Regions from separate parts of the Macaca fascicularis genome. Here region 1 is linked to region 2. Evidence: chromatin contacts called from public Hi-C data. All regions are on one chromosome and are shown on one strand. Each heading gives the region's core, a stretch centred on a gene start, on an enhancer-like site or on the middle of the called end of the contact. The rest is flanking DNA. Distances are from core to core; before and after follow the strand shown. Region 1 holds the start of TMEM191C (transmembrane protein 191C). Region 2 holds the start of SDF2L1 (stromal cell derived factor 2 like 1).

What was found. A called contact is a pair of places that touch in the nucleus more often than the background predicts.
Region 1: a Hi-C map of liver shows a contact between it and region 2, with 4 times the contacts expected there. The contact joins the promoter of TMEM191C here to the promoter of SDF2L1 in region 2. A contact is called at or near these places in 2 of 2 Hi-C or Micro-C datasets (liver and skeletal muscle).

The regions. Positions count from the first base shown.
Region 1 is chr10:31,667,732-31,670,431 of T2T-MFA8v1.1, reverse strand. TMEM191C (transmembrane protein 191C) reads right to left here and starts at 1,370. Exons shown (of 10, transcript XR_012418974.1): 1 at 943-1,370; 2 at 539-662; 3 at 354-404; 4 at 127-242.
Region 2 is chr10:31,490,861-31,493,560 of T2T-MFA8v1.1, reverse strand. SDF2L1 (stromal cell derived factor 2 like 1) reads left to right here and starts at 1,352. Exons shown (of 3, transcript XM_005567866.4): 1 at 1,352-1,570; 2 at 1,918-2,114. The coding sequence starts at 1,384.

The DNA.
Region 1 (2,700 bases), core at 121-2,620, 180 kb before region 2:
TCCGCCCACATCCCCGCCCAGTCCACGCTGTCAGGGCCTGCCGCAAGCCACACCCCCAGGTGGTCATGGCCCCGCTCATGCTGCTGCTCCGCCTCTACTAAAGACCTCAGGGTCCAGCTCAAGCACCTGCAGCGTCACCAATTGGGCTGCGAGTTGCTGCTCCGTGCTCTTCTGGCTCTGCTGTTCCCCTCCGTAGTAGAAAAGCTAGGGGCGGGGCTTGTAAAGGCGGGGTTTACCGACTTCTGGAGGAACGGGTGTCGGGGTGACAGGGACGGAGAGGCAACAAGGGCGGGGACCAGGGCAGGACTTCCGAGAGGAACCAAGAGACAGACCCTCCCATCTCCCGCACGTACCTGACTAGACAGCTCCTCCCACTGCTCCTGCAGCTGCCTGTTGTACTGCTCCTGCGGACAGGGTCCTGGGGCGGTGCCGGCCTCTCCGCCGGTCCTGCCTCACCCCACCCCCGGATCCCGCCCCCTTCCGCCCTCCCTGCCCCACTCCACCGTGGATCCAGCCCCATTCCAGGACTCTTACTCACCAAGTCCTCCTTGTGGCGCTCCGCCTCCTCCAGCCTTCTGCGCACCCGCTCCGCGCGCTCCCGCGCCGCCTCGCGCGCCTCCCCTTGCAGAGGTTGTACTGCCTGGCTTCGCCTCCGCAGCAGGCTGCAGAGGGAAACTGAGGTTGGCGCTACAAGGCGGACTGGGTTGCTCAGGATCCCACAGTCACCGGGAAGGACCAGCCGCAGGCTCATGATTGGGGACGGGGAAGTCCTGACCGAGTCCCCCACCTGGGTCCGCTGGGTGGATCGCCCGTTCCCCAAGCGCCTAGAGCAGAGGTGCGGGCCCGGGCGGATCGGCCTGGTACTCTGCGAAGCCCCTCGCGGCGCTGCCTGCGGGACGGACCCTCACGCGCCCGCCAGGTGGAGCGGCGTTCCCCGCGCACCTTCGCTCCCGCTCGCTCAGGTCCTGCAGGCGCCGGTTGAGGCTCTCGCTCTCGGCCTCGAGCCCGCGCATCAGCTTCTCTAGCTCCTGCTTCCGCTGGCGACCATCTCGGTTATCCTTCTGCAACTGCAGCAGCAGCTCCTGCGTCGCGGCCATGGCTGTGGAGACCGTGCCTAAACGCCGCCCGCCTAGGGGACCCAGCCTGCGGCTGGCGGGCGTCACAATGGGCTGCAGGGAGCGCCTAGCGGGCTGTACCACAACGGGCGGCAGGGGGAGCCCAAGCGCAACCTGACACATGCCTCTTCTCACACCAGCTAGAGACAGGTCAGGCCGGTCACACTTAGTCCACCACTGATGAAAATTGTGTCAAAGAGCTAATTGGATCAATGAAAGATTAATAAAATACTAAGACCAAATGCAGGCAAGTTGAAGATTGGTTCCCCCACATTGCAGATGGCACTCGGAAACTGATCGATCTCTTGTAGAAAAGAACCCATAAATATGTTCATATCTTTTGACCCAATTATCCCTCTCCTGGGAAATTTATCCCAGGAAGGAGAAAAAATATTTTTTCTTTTTTTGAGACAGAGTCTCGCTGTGTCTCCCCGGCTGGAGTGCAGTGGCGCTATCTCGGCTCACTGCAAGCTCTGCCTCCCGGATTCACGCCATTCTCCTGCCTCAGCCTCCCGGGTAGCTGGGACTAGAGACGCCTGCCACTATGCCCGGCTTTTTTTTTTTTTTTTTTTTTTTTTACTTTTAGTAGAGACGGGGTTTCACTGTGTTAGCCAGGATGGTCTCGATCTCCTGACCTCGTGATCCACCTGCCTCAGCCTCCCAAAGGGCTACAGGCGTGAGCCACCGCGCCCAGCCGAGAAAAAATAATTTAAACCCACTGTGCATTAAATGGTTCGCTGAAGTGGTTACAGTAGCCACAAAAAAAAGGAAACAATTTTAATGATTAATATGTGTTTGGGTATTTATTATGTGGCATGCCTAGAGCTATGATGATGTCTGGTGAAAAAGAATTTGATTTAGCATTTATGCTAAAGTAACTAAGATAAAATACATGAGCAAGATCCGCAAAGGAAACAGGAGGAAGATAAGCTCTTTCATTGCTTGGTGAGACTGTAAGTAAACTCGTCCTTTTATTTATTATTATTTTAGAGACAAAGGTCTTGCTGTCACCAGGCTGGAGTACAGTGGCACAATCAAGGCTCAGAGCAGCCTCAATCTCCCAGGCCCAAGTGATCCTTCCGCCTTAGCCTCCCAACTTGTCCTTTTAAAATCTGCCTTTATTTGTCGAGTACAATTATGAACTTGGATGCAAAAATCCAAAATAAATTACTAACAAAATCTAAAGGGAAACAGATCGAGACCATCCTGGCTAACACGGTGAAACCCCGTCTCTACCAAAAATACAAAAAACTAGCCGGGCGACGTGGCGGGCGCCTGTAGTCCCAGCTACTCGGGAGGCTGAGGCAGGAGAATGGCCTAAACCCGGGAGGCGGAGCTTGCAGTGAGCTGAGATCCGGCCACTGCACTCCAGCCTGGGAGACACAGCGAGACTCCGTCTCAAAAAAAAATAGTGTATGCTTTTTTTTTTTTTTTTTTTTTTTTTTTAAGAGTCAGGGTCCCATTGTAACCCTGGTTGGAGTGCAGTGGCACCATCACAAGCTCACTGCAGCCGCAAACTTTAGGGCTCAAGCGATCCTCCCGCCTCTCACCCTTTAAGAAGTAGTAGTAAACGGCTGGGCATGGT
Region 2 (2,700 bases), core at 103-2,602:
GAATTCTGCTTTGCATGTGTTGATTTTGAGGTGATGGCTGACATGTCCAAGAGTATATATCCGTTGCCTCTCAGATAGTACTTCAGCTCTTCCACCCTAGACTGGAAACCCCTCAAGTGCAGTGACTACCAAATCCAGGGTAGACTGACCTTTAACTGTTTGGACACCTAAATGCTGAAAAGATCAAGGTGACTTATACTACATGTAACTCAAAATAAAAACAATATGAAACATGAAACCCCCAAAATAACATGTTGCTGTAATGAAAATCGCTTTACTCTGGATTTTCTGAATGCAAAATTCTGGACGATTTAATTAAATATGAACTTTTGTCTCTGCTTTGCCTGTGCTTCAACTACACCCTAGCCTCTTGAGCCCAGAGCTATTTCCTCTGTGACCCCACAGGATCTGGAGTGAAGCCGCTGCAACAATGTCCCATGAATGAATAAACAGTGGTATAAGTTTTCCTCCCTTTGAAGGTTGAGCTGACAACACTCTGAGAAGGCGGCAAAAGGGAGACCTACTCATGGCCAGGAGACTGGGACACAGTCACCCAGGCTTGGTTCCCACAGCCCCTTGGTCTCCTTGGACTCTGGTTTCCTAAGACAGCTCTGGGGCTTTCTGGTGGGAAGCTGCCATTATTCTCGACGCCACAGCTCCCTGCTGCCCTCTCCTGCCCGATGACCCAGTGACCACAAGATTTAGCCACGAAAGGAGTCAAATGTATAAGTGGCCAGGGGAATTCAGAAACCCCAGGGTCTAGGGACTGTGGTGACCCAGTGTCAGAGAGGCGGCTAGGGCCGAATGACTGGGGGTTTCATTAATCTCGGGGTCCAGGGACTGAAGGACCAGACGATTCAGTGATTCTGGGATCTGTCGACTTTGTGACCACAAAATCTAGTGATCCAACAGCCTCAAGACCCTGCAGTTGTGGTCCCAGGTTCTGAGGGGAGAGACTAATTACTGAGTGCCCAGGAGTCCAGGATCAAGGGGCGTCGTGAACACGTGCCTGCAGGGTCCTAGGATCCTGAGCTGGTATCCAGGCACTCAGCGGCTGCGGGGCTCGGACTCGGCGTCCTCACCAAGCGCTCCCGCTCATTCTCCGCCGCTTGGCTACTCAGCCGCCCTTCCCTGGACACTCATTGGAAAGTCCTCGGAAGCGTGTACCAATCAAAACCCTCCTCGTGTCTCCAGTCCCCGCCCAGCTACTGCTCTAGCGAGCCGGGGGCGGGCCCTCTCCTCAATGACCCAATGGCAGTGCAAGCGGAGTGCCGCGCGGGCCGACCATTGGCTGCCGCGAGCGGGCGCTGTCAGAACTGGATTGGGCCGCGGCGAGGACGGAAGCAGCCCTAGGGCCGGAGCGGCTGGAGCCGGGCCGGGGCGATGTGGAGCGCGGGCCGCGGCGGGTCTGCCGGGCCGGTGCTGTTGGGGCTGCTGCTGGCGCTCTTAGTGCCGGGCGGTAGTGCCGCCAAGACTGGCGCGGGGCTCGTGACCTGCGGGTCGGTGCTGAAGCTGCTCAATACGCACCACCGGGTGCGGCTGCACTCGCACGACATCAAATACGGATCCGGTGCGTGTGACCTGCGACTGGGAGAGCGCGGGGATCGGGGGCTTGGGGTTGGGAGTGTGGAGACAGGGTGGTCGTGGGGGTCTGTGGGCCATCTCGAAGCCGGGCGGCGGAGGCTCTAGAGTCGTTGGGGGGTCGAGGGGCGCAAGGCTTTGAGTGTGTCGAGGATATTGAGGGTGGGGACGGTCGTCGGGGAACTGCAGGCCCAAAGACTGAGGGGGGTGTCAGGCGGGGGCCGGGACTGGGGGTGAGCCCCTTGGGGTCCCCTGGGAAATGTTATGGTCCCAGGGCGAGGGTCCGGGGTTCTGCGATTGACGGAGACCCTGGGTGGGTGGGGTGTCACTCCTCAGGCAGCGGCCAGCAATCGGTGACCGGCGTGGAGGCGTCGGACGACGCCAATAGCTACTGGCGGATCCGCGGCGGTTCGGAAGGCGGGTGCCCGCGTGGGTCCCCGGTGCGCTGCGGGCAGGCAGTGCGGCTCACGCATGTGCTTACAGGCAAGAACCTACACACGCACCACTTCCCGTCACCGCTGTCCAACAACCAGGTGAGCCCCTCCCGGAGCCCCCAGAGAGATTCCTGGCCTGTGTGAGGGGCCAGAGATCCTGGGTTCCAATCCGAGCCTCAGCTTCTTCGTGAAATGGAAATTTCACTTCAGAGATGGTTATTGAGCACCCCTTCGGGGGAAACAGAGTAACTCCGCCAAGATCCTGCCCCCAGGTGCTCCCGGCCCTGCAGGGAGACCGATGGGAGAGAGATCCGAAGAGATCCTCCTGGATAGCTCTTCCTCTGGGGGCAAGTGGGACCCAGGAGGAGAATCCACACAGCCTTGAGGGTGGGGAATAGGAAACTCCACTGGGGAGGAGGAACTCAGGCTGGGTCTGAAAGGATGATTAGGAGTCCTCCAAGCCACAAAGGGAAAAGAAGGACTTCCCAGGCCAGCAGAAGAGATTGCACCAATGCGTGGAGGTCAGTGGAATTCAGGGGATTGGGATGGAACAGTGGGTGCCCTTGGAGAGTTGGTGGAAGAAAATGTTTGAGATAGATAGACAGCTTGACTGCTAGCCTGAGGGGCTGAAGGTAGGTCAGAGGGATTAGGACTGGGAGAATGTGGAGGAGGAGGCCTTAGCTCT